2 separate regions of the Mus musculus genome follow, and region 1 is linked to region 2. The links are chromatin contacts, called in public HiChIP or PLAC-seq maps. All regions are on one chromosome and are shown on one strand. Each heading gives the region's core, a stretch centred on a gene start, on an enhancer-like site or on the middle of the called end of the contact. The rest is flanking DNA. Distances are from core to core; before and after follow the strand shown. Region 1 has its middle 29 kb from the start of Gm38542. Region 2 has its middle 160 kb from the start of Gm36341.

What was found. HiChIP or PLAC-seq counts read pairs in DNA pulled down with a chosen protein or histone mark.
Region 1: an H3K27ac HiChIP or PLAC-seq map of SST interneurons shows a contact between it and region 2, with 11 times the contacts expected there. The contact joins two enhancer-like sites. A contact is called at or near these places in 1 of 39 promoter capture datasets (liver), 1 of 15 datasets of contacts at CTCF or cohesin (pro-B cells), 7 of 484 Hi-C or Micro-C datasets (the HL-1 cell line, cortical neurons, embryonic stem cells and 3 more) and 2 of 115 datasets of contacts at active chromatin or transcription factors (SST interneurons and stem cell-derived neural progenitor cells).

Annotation. Positions count from the first base shown.
Region 1 is chr3:78,904,505-78,909,958 of GRCm38.p6, forward strand. No RefSeq gene overlaps it. Among named protein-coding and RNA genes, the nearest start is that of Gm38542, 29 kb to the right of the region's middle. Within about 2 kb of position 4,172, at least 21 of the 459 cell types and tissues checked have an H3K27ac peak or open chromatin away from gene starts, as enhancers often do. A contact at or near this core is called in SST interneurons, where this site is marked.
Region 2 is chr3:78,632,130-78,637,245 of GRCm38.p6, forward strand. No RefSeq gene overlaps it. Among named protein-coding and RNA genes, the nearest start is that of Gm36341, 160 kb to the right of the region's middle. Within about 2 kb of position 3,417, at least 11 of the 459 cell types and tissues checked have an H3K27ac peak or open chromatin away from gene starts, as enhancers often do. A contact at or near this core is called in SST interneurons, where this site is marked.

The sequences.
Region 1 (5,454 bases), core at 2,922-5,421, 270 kb after region 2:
TGTCCAGAGGCTGCTCTACTGTCTGATTTTAGATCCCATTAGTCAACAATCTTAGTCAACACAGACCTGAGCCCTCTACTCTCCCCGTTTTGCCCCTTGACTATGAAGTTAACAAATCTGCTGCTCTCCACAATCCCAATATGATACCTCTCCACAGGCCAAACAATGGAGCCATCTGATCATGGCCTGAACATCCAAAACCATAAACCAGAACAAAACCTTTCTCTGTTGATCATCCTGGGTGTTTCTTTGTAGTGATGGAAAACTAATGATAGCTCAATGAATTATAAGATTCATTAATCTAAATTATGTAAGGCTCCTAGAATCAGGTTCAGCATATGGCAGTACATAATTATTAGCCATGATTAGAAGAGTCTTAAATTAAACCCTTTCTAATTTGAATAATTAGATGAGGTTATTAAAGACACTCCCAATTTAGCTGTTTTTAGCGCCACGAAGAACTGGTTTCAAGTTCTTCCTCCATCTTTAATCCTTTCCAATCTGAAACAACATCAGTCAATAAGAAGCTTCCTCTCAGAGGCCTGACTGGGGCCGAGATATCGTAATGTGAAGTCACCGGCACACAGTTCACATGAGAGGAAAGCCTGATTTGGATCATTCTGGTAGCAGTTTAAATGATGTGAAGTACTGACTCTTTTCTACAGGGGGGGGGGGCAAAGAACATGAAGGTAAAACAGAAGTTGGAATAACCCTAAGTATTTGTCAAGAACAGCCAGTTGGGAGGTGTTGTCAGGAAGAATGGCAGAAGAGCCTGGAAAGAAGCAAGCTTAAGCAGAGAATTCAAAGGTGCAGTCTGAGATGTGTCTGCTTGAAAATTCTGATTCACTATCTGAGTACAGAATTTGGTCGACAGTTGGATATGTCAGTCCAAAACATCAAGGCAGGGGCTGGGGTCAAAATATAAATTGAAGAGATCAATATTTAACATTCTTCCAATATTCCATGAGAGACAGCTCAAAAAGAAAAGAGAGTAAAGGACTAGGCACTGACACAATCCATCCAAATTTTAGAGATCCAGCAGAAAGTTGCACAAAGAAACTGAAAGATACAAGCAAGGAAGTAGACAATACACCAAGAGTGTGGTGTCATGGAAACCAGACCAAGACTGCTTCCAGAAGCAGCTATATTCTGGCTTTGGGGATTAGGCCAGGGGTCTGTCTTCAATACAAAAATAACATTGTTCTTCATCCTAATTTGAAACTTCCTATCTTCTACGTAATTCAAACTCTATTTCAGAAGTGAATGAGACCTGTAATCACAGGAGGAGAAAGAGGAAGGGAGAGAAGGAAGGAAAACCATGTGGCTGTATGTAACCAGTCTCCCTTTTGTATGCCAAGGATAGACTATCATCCCACTAAGGAAGGTTTTGTAATTAGTACCAATGCAAAAAACATTTATGGAAGCCAGCCTAGCAGCCCAAAGCCACTGTGGGATAGGACTAATGTAAAGAAGAAGTAATAACATGAACCCCAAATCTCCCTGCTGCTGCTGCAGCAGCAGCTTTCAGATCCATTTCGGAGTTGAGGGCAGCCAGTAGCTTCGAAGATTTGTTTGAATCAGGCTGAGCTAAAACAACCTGTCTAGTTTGCATTTCCAGTGTGATATTTCCTTGGGAAATCAAATTTGCTTAGAAATATAAAGGCTGGATGGCATTTGGCATCTGAGGAAGTGGCTTGCAGGGGCAGGACATTGAGGCACATGTAATCTACTGCAGATGTCAGAGCCCCAAAGACTGGGTTAGTGATGGCTGTTCATTCCTGGCTCCCCGAGTTTGTCTACCGTCCCTGAAGTGTGACCCCTGATATGATCTGCTTTGTCGTATAACTGTGTTTTCACCTGAAAACCTATCCCAAGTCCCTGGTTCTGTCGAACTGAAAGAGAGTTAGCAGACTGTGTAGGTACACCACTGTCCATGGCATTAATGTCACTGTCCATCAAGGCATTGACCACATTTACTTAGCATGGGTATTGCACCTACATTCATGTTTATTGGCCATTCCTCCCAAGATCCTCAGGGGTAGGGGCTCCCTGCCGTCTGCAAGGTTCAGTAAGGTGGAACAACTTGCTGGGAGCTTTACAATGCGAAGAGAGGCTGTGCCAGAGCTCCCTGGTGCTGTCTAGCCCGAGAGACATAGAGTTCCATTTTGAACAATCCATCAACAGAAGGCCGTGGAGCTGAACATGAGCCAGGAAGTTCATACTGCAACTAAAGGAACAAATTCAGCCACCACCACCACCCATTTCCAATATATTTCCCAAGCTGATCTCTCCCTATACATAAGGCTATGGATACAGTGCAAAGAATACATGGGGCAGTGCCCAGTAACCGAGGGAGAATGAGAACCCCCTGCCCCACCCTGACATTCTCAACACCACCCTGCACCTCAGAGAGCAAAGCCATGTGAGCGTGTTTCTTCCTCTTGTCAAACAAGAGCTCAGTCTATTTAAATGTCCCTCATCACCCCACCCCCACAATCACACACTCTGTAGCCAATACCACATCATGTCTCTAATTTAGATTGTTTATATCCCTGTATCTTTGAAAACCCTCATCAATTTGGTTTTCTTCTCACTTAATTTCTCCTGCTCCGCACATATGGCAAGCTGTGCTTCTTGAAGTATTGTTTTCCCCAGGACACATTTTATTCCCTTAGCTCTTGAATAGTACCAATAGGATTTATTATCAAGCAAGTGCATCTTGGACTCATTCAAGTAGGATTAGAACCAATCCAGCTTAATAGCAAGTCTGTCTCGCAAGGCAGCCCTAGTTTAATAGCAGGAGCTGGGAGACAAAGAGTTCCAGTCCTCGTTTCAGTGCTCCCTGGCTATGTGATCCTGAATCACCGAACATCTCTGAGCCACAGCTGGCTGGCTCAGCAACAGATCAGGATAACAGTAACATATCTCATGGTATAGCCATGGTATACAGAGAACATGTCACAGGTGACGTACTCAACAAGGGGAAGGAAATACTGTTTTAACAGATTCCTTATATGTCATGAATTTCAGTTTCCTGTAAAAGCCAAATTAAAATGTGACCTAAGAGGATCAGCCAGAGTGACAAATGTAAACTGCCTCTTGTTTTGATGACCGCTCTTCAATGGCGATGACTGCGGCAGACTGTTTTATAAGCATTTGTCTCTTCTGACAGGAGCATTCCAGGGACCCTCCACAGCATCACATGAGAAAACTAAGGCCCCTTCTCAATTATCTAAGATGACACATTGTCATAATCTATTCTCAAGACTGTCTCCTTTCTCACCTCACTAGAACGCCATGGTTTTTTGAGTTCCTTAAAGAAATGCCTTTGAAGTGAGAGCTCAGGAAAGTGAGCAGCCAATGTGCTGAATGGATAATAGAGTAACAATGGACAGTTAATTGATATGTACCACGCACCAAGCACTGTTCTCTAGATTTACATATATTAAGTTCTTTAATTAAAAGATCATAGCATCTGCAGTGCTGGTCATAGCTCTGTCCCTGCTGGCAACCACAGTCCGTAGACAGGTGACTACGGAGCATGTGACCTGTGGTTCTCATTCAAGATGAAGATTTGGACCAGAGCCCTAGAACATAAGCATCGATGCCCCTCGCTCTGCGTGGTCTGCCTCCAGCATCTTATCCTGAGGGAAGAGTTCTCTCCCAGGAGATACGTTGTATTTGCAAAGCCACAGGAAAAGGAGTTTACATCTTGGAGAAAGTGAGAGGGAGCAGGTCTGCCTGAGGCCAAATCACCAAAGCAAAAGGCTCAGATTGGTTGTGATACTTCCCAGTGTACCTCCATCTTGGCCCTGCAGACCCATTCCCATCCCTTCAACTGCACCCACATACACACACACACACACACACACACACACACACACACACACACACCAAAGAAATCAATCATGCACACTCTCACATGCACACAGGGAGAGAAGTATGGTTCTGACTCCTTGTGGCATAAATTTTGGATCAGCTTCATTAGGCTAACCATCTGGGTCATTTCAATTCTGTTTCTAGCCCTGACATAATTACAGCCTCAAAATCAGCCATTCTCCACCTCCATCCCTTCCCACCCCAGCTGCACCAGCAGGAAAGTCTGCAGAGAATACAATTCATGCTTAGGGAACATCACATGGTCTCTGTTGCTGAGAGCATAAGAAAGCCTATCCTGCTGAGGACTATGAATCCCTTCAAACTGCATCTCCTTCCTGCCTCCATCTCTGCTGTCTCTGAACTCTCTGTGGTGACTAAGCTCATAATTGGGACAGAATCCAACAGATAAAATATGACTCTGTAATTCCATCTGCATCCATCCAAATTGTACTGGAACGGCTGCTGGGCCTTTGGCCTCCTGCTAACAGCTTACTTTTATTTATGCTGAAGGAAACGATGATGGCTTGGGTTAATATAGTCAATTGCAGGCCCTAATAATTCCCAAGCTTACAAAGGGTAAGTGGCTAATGTATATAGAAATACAGTTATTGGAAGAGACTGTCTATTAAAGTCCTTGAATTGCTGAGTTTTTTTTAACTGTGGGATCTAAATGGTTGCAGGAAATAGAGGGAAAGCCTATGGATTCATCAGCCAATCGATTTACCCCATGTAAAAGTTGTCTTTAAAGACTAAAAAAGAAAAGGCACTAACATTATAAATAAAAAGTCTGTTTTATTGATTTTGTTTGCTGAGCTGATCTCTTAAATATCTCTGCCTCCTCCTTATGTCTAATTTATTTATTCATCGGGCAACATTTATAATGTTTACCACCATCCACTAAAATATGAAACTGTCAGCAAACTAACCACAATCCCTGCCCTCATGGAGCTCATGGCCAACTAGAGGCATGGTGCAGAAAGGTTCTCTATAGCAACCATGCAAAAAGAGAAGTGCAAGGTACCAAGACAGTGCATAGAGCAATGGGGTCATCCCAGTGACTCCTAAAGTGAGTCATCAGAAACACATAAAGAAACACTTACCAAGTTAAAAGTCAGCCCAAGAGTCATGGGTAGGAGGAAGCCTATATTCCAGGCAGGGAAAGTATGAATGAGCAATACCCATGAGGCTGCAGAGATCAAGTCTCCTTCTAAGCAGTAGAGGCACTATTCTACAGCTGAGTTTTGCAGTATAAAGGAGCCAAAAGTGGGAACGTGGCTAGATCAGTAAGGAGCCGACCACAGTCTTTACCCCAAAATTTAAGTCCACTTTCCTAAAGCAAAGAAGGCCCATATATAGGCTTCACTGGTAGAAAAATTATTCTTTGAGCTATGTGAAAGAAGAAAATTGGCTAGCCGGGCGTGGTGGCACACGCCTTTAATCCCAGCACTTGGGAGGCAGAGGCAGGCTGTTTTCTGAGTTCAAGGCCAGCCTGGTCTACAAAGTGAGTTCCAGGACAGCCAGGGCTATACAGAGAAACCCTGTCTCGAAAAACCAAAAAAAAAGAAGAAGAAGAAG
Region 2 (5,116 bases), core at 2,167-4,666:
AAACTGCCCCCACACTGTTCTCTCTTCCTCTCCAATGTCCACTCTGGTAACTAAGAAGGTAATGGAATTTATCTCCCTGCTGTCCAAGCCAAATTGGCTCCAGTGGTTCAGATGCTTCATTGAAGGCCCTGATGGGAACATATGGGATAGCAAAAACAGCTACAAGATACATTTCAAATGCTCTGTTTTTAGTATTCCTGGGATATTTGGCAACACGGCCCATTTGGGGAGGACTTAATTGTTTCATAAAGATATATACTCAAAATCTAGTCACCATAAAATTATTTTGGTAGTTTTATTTTGGATTGTTCTTGGTAACAAAATAAAAAGAGAACAAGAACTGTACTTTAAAACCTCCATCTTTCTACTCTATAAAAACTTTAAAATCTCTCAGTATCTTTCATTAAGCCTTAATAAATAATCTACAGAAGTCAATTAACTGTGCCCATGACCTGAGCTTATCTCCTTCTTAGATATACTACTGATACTGTTGCATCTGCTGGTAATAGTGGTAGTGGAGGCGATGGTGGTGTGTGTATGGGGGAGGAGGGTGTGTGTGTGTGTGTGTGTGTGTGTGTGATCTAACCTTTCTCTGTTCTGAAGAATTTTGTACATATATACACTTAAATATAACTATATCAAAAGAAAAGAAAAGATAAGTAATGACAATGGGTCAAATAATTATTTGAATGACCTCCATACAATCTCAATTCTGAAGACAGCTGAAAGAAATTGATTTAATTGTACACTTATGCATAATATTAAAAATGTGTTTGGCTGAGCCAATTAATTATCAATGGAAATATACTAACAAATGTAGAAATAGACAATAGGTTGTTTCATTGAGCCCAAGAATATAGATTCAGACATATTTAAATAGAATACATACTAAATAGTACTTTATCTGCCTGGGTAAAAAGCTTTCTGGACTTTATTATAAGGGACCCCAGTAGTCAAGATTAAAGTAATTTTAATGCACTGGTCATTACTGTAGATCCCCATAATATTTGACATTATGAGCATTTCTGACCTTTAGAAAACTTGGATTCCTAGATCTTTGATTTGCTGTGGTGTCTTTGTTGCTATGACAGGTCTCCACCTCTGCTCCTATATCAGTCATTAGTATTTTCAGAAGTCAGCAACCTACATGGGTAAGGTATTTTTTCATTTAGACTTTTAAAGATCCAAGCAACAGGAACTATGAATCTTGTATATCTACAGAGAGGTTTTCATGAGAAATTCATTTTGTAATATCAGAAAGACACAAAACTGTCACAAAATTTCCCAAAGTAGAATTGATAGATTCCAAATGGGCATGGCTTGAGAAGTGCCCATGCGGCCTAAAATCATTAGACAGTGAGACTCTGGAAGTGACTATTACTTATTAAAGCATTCTGATCCACAGGGCACATTCTGACCCATATCTCATCCCCAACCTACAAAGTGGTATTACTGTTTTTATTACCACTGTATGAACAAAGAAACTGATACCCTAACAGGTACATTCACCTAAATAAATAATACCCTCAATTGTCATAACAGAGAATTGATTATAACCACCCTAGATGTCTGAATCATCTCTCTTTTCCCAGTTCCTGCCATAAATGATGTCCTTCTTAGTTATTCTTTCTGATTTCTGGCTCAGGGGTAAAACTTCTAATAGTGTGGCCCAGGAGACCATGCTTCTCTGAACCTAGCCTCTGCTGTTTCAGAAAGTAAGACTCTTAATTCTCCTCAGGTAGTGTGTCTGAGTTCGTGTTCCAGGAATTAGTCTTCTATCAAGCAAAGAAGAATAGCAAAGCATAGACAGCTTACTTGCCCCATCCACCTCACAGAGGTAAGAGTGAGGCATTAACTCATAGCCTTCTCTCGTGCTTTCTTTCCTCCATTGTCATCTATAATTTTCCTTAACTTTTCTCTTAGGAAAGCAAAGAAAGCAGTCCATCTTTAATGCATCCTGACACACTGCTATGTAGAAAGGCAGGATCCCATAGGTCAAGAGGTAGGGATGTTCAACTTTGCTCTTTCAAAACATAACCCCAACCTGATCACACTATGTAGTTCTGGGTACTTAGGAAGAAAAAGCAAGGACCACTGAGATTACTGGAGCTTCTGACAACTGGGAAGATGATAGAGGGTTGCCAGCCCTTAGAAGAGAAAGCTTGGGGTTCCACAGGTCACAAGTAACTTGAAAAGTTTTTTTAAAAAAAAAAAATCCTATGTACTCTACGCAAAGACTCCCATGAGATACCCAGGCACTCAGTAATGATATGCTCAAAAGTTCTCAGCAGTGAGCTTTTCACTATAAGGGAACTACAGAAAAGACAGGCAACACTGACGAATATAGTTAAGAGCATAGAGGCCTTCTTTTGCTAGAGGATGTCACTAAGAAATCATGCAACTGTCCTTTGGTTAGAATGGGAAAAGCTGTACCCGACCCCCAAACACCCACCCAAGAGATGGTATTGAAAAATGGAAGGAGCTGCAGGACATAGGGGGTTTCAGCTGCTCCAAAAAAAAGTATAAACACTACAGAGGCAGTCAGTCATGGAGTGAGTTCATTACATGTAAGCTGGTAAAGGCGTAAAAGTTCTCTCTCCCTCTAACCCTTGTACTCCATGAGCATAGGATATCATCTCCCAGCTGTGACTCAGACAGGAAGCCCTCACCCTAGGATAACAAGCTACGACCTACCAAATGACAGGAAACCCTGAGATGGTGACATAGGCATCTTTGTACATTTCTTAAACAAAATAGCAAGGAGATCCAAGGCATAAAGGGGACTTCATATAACTTTGTAGTTCTTACCATTCAAGGAGACACTTAATTTTAACTTCCTGAACATTGTGCGTTGCAGCATGGCCGGCAGAGGTATGCTTTTAGAGAAGAATGCATCCCTGTTGTAGTAGTACGCTCCCTCCTACTATGTGCATAAAGAAAGTATGTGTTTGAGCTGTGACTCCTCTTTCCAGAAAGTCATTTTGTCAAAATGTAAAACTTAATTCTGAAGCTAAGAGTCACGGACAGCTGCACAAAGCATTCTAGGCTTCAGTCTGAAAATGAAACAGTGTAACAGAATAGACTCTTTATTGTAACTGACTACCAAAAGGATGAAAATGGTGTGATTCCAGCTGTGTCATCAAATCAAATAAGCTCTGTAAAAAACTTGGGAAAAAAATTCTTCATAACTTTGCCCCAACACACTTAAAATTGATCCATCCACAATGATCTCTACTCCTGAGCAAAACTGTTTTCATGATTTTTAGAAGCTAAAATAGGAAAGGAAAAATATTTCATATTGTTGTTTCCTAGGACGGTTTTTTTTTAATTCTGTATGCTGTTTTAGATGATCATGCACACCACCAGCCCATGCGGCATGAGGGAGGTAATGCTCCCATTGTTTTCTTGTGGAAGATTGTCCTTCAGGACAAGGCACAGCTGTCAGAGCCTCTGCAGAGCCCTGCTTATTTTGGCAGAGAAAACAATTACGATTTGAAGTTTGTTGACTCCTTTCCAAATATAGATCTCTTGCCTACAAAAGCAGATGACAAGCTATACCAACTCCAGCAACTAAGCATGAAGATTCCTGCTGCCTCCTGAAGACAAAACAACTGAGAGTCTCGGTTGTAAAAAAGCAAGGTTTCAGAATTCATAATATGTTTTAAAAGCCACAGAGAGACAGTGCCTTTATGATCACCATCAACCCTCAACAAATGTCATTATTTGCTTCTGGGTATGGGGGCAAATTCAAAGCCAAAATCTAATCAGTGGGAAGATTTATAAAATTGCACATTTGTTGTTGTGAGTCCATCAAAAGACAAAGCATTTATTTATGCTTGTGTTCCAAGCCTTTTAATTCTGTGTATTTCTATAATTTCTATTAGTCTATAAAGCCCATATATGCTAAAGTTAATTTTCAAGGTAAAAGCTTATGGATTCCTAAGACATTCTGACCTTTGATGTGACATAATGAGATCACCTGCAAGTTTCACACTGGAGAACCACAAACCCAAATTGAGGAAAAATTGTAAGACACAATTCCTAGTATTTTAAGGAAGTTTATGCTACAGATCAGACACACACAACTGACAGTTCTCTCCACTCTGAAAGCCCTATGTCTGGCAGAAGAGGCAGCATGCTAATTTCTGGTTTGGGGAATTTTGAGGCAGAGGAATGTCTATGGCAGAGTGTTAGGCACGTACAAAGCCATGGAGAGACTTGGTGCTAACCTGAAAGCAGGCCTGCCTAACACTGCTGTCCACTAGAGCAGTGTCTCTGGGAAAAGTCACCCTTGGTGGCATAGTGAAAATTGTTCCACTGTGTTATTGTAATTGCCTTCAAAGGTTGTTTTTGTTTGCAGCTTTTGTTTTGTTTGTTTTGTTTGAAAAGAATGAGGTCAGCTAAAAAAAAGGTTTTTTAAAAAAAAACTTTTAAAACAGTTATTGGTTTACATTTTAACTGATATCCCATTTCCTGGGTACCTTCTCCACCAACCCTCCCCCATCCCACCTCTGCTCTCCCCCACCTTTTGCCTCTCCCCCACCCACACTCTCCCACCCCATTGCTCCCACATCCCCCCTATTCTGGGGCATCAAACTTCCAGGGGTTCCCAAAGGCCACTCCTCCTGTTGCAAGGCCATCCTCTGCAGCATCCACATTGAATGGCTCATGGCTATATCTCTAGCACCATGAGGTCAGATGCTCTCTTCTGGACTCCAGGGGCACCTGCACTCATGCATAGACCCACACTCAGGCATATACGTGAGCACATAATTAAAATCAAACTATTATTTTAGTCAAGTGTGGTTGTGGATAGCTTTAATCTTACACTTGGAAAGCAGAAAGAGATCTCTGAGGTTGAGGCTTCTCCTGTCTATTTCTCAAGTACAAAGCTAGTGAAAGACCCTCAAAGAGGGGAGACCCTCACTCAAGTCTCAGGATTACGAGACTCCCCAAGAACTCACGAGAGACTGTCCTTGCTGCAATCTCGGAAGTTTATTAACAGGAACCAGCGCGCTGGGGCTGACTCACATCCCACGCAAGGGTAGAGGAGTTCGACCCGAGTAGCCGGGAAAGGGGGAATGTAAAGGAAAAACCATAATCCAAGGGGGTAGTT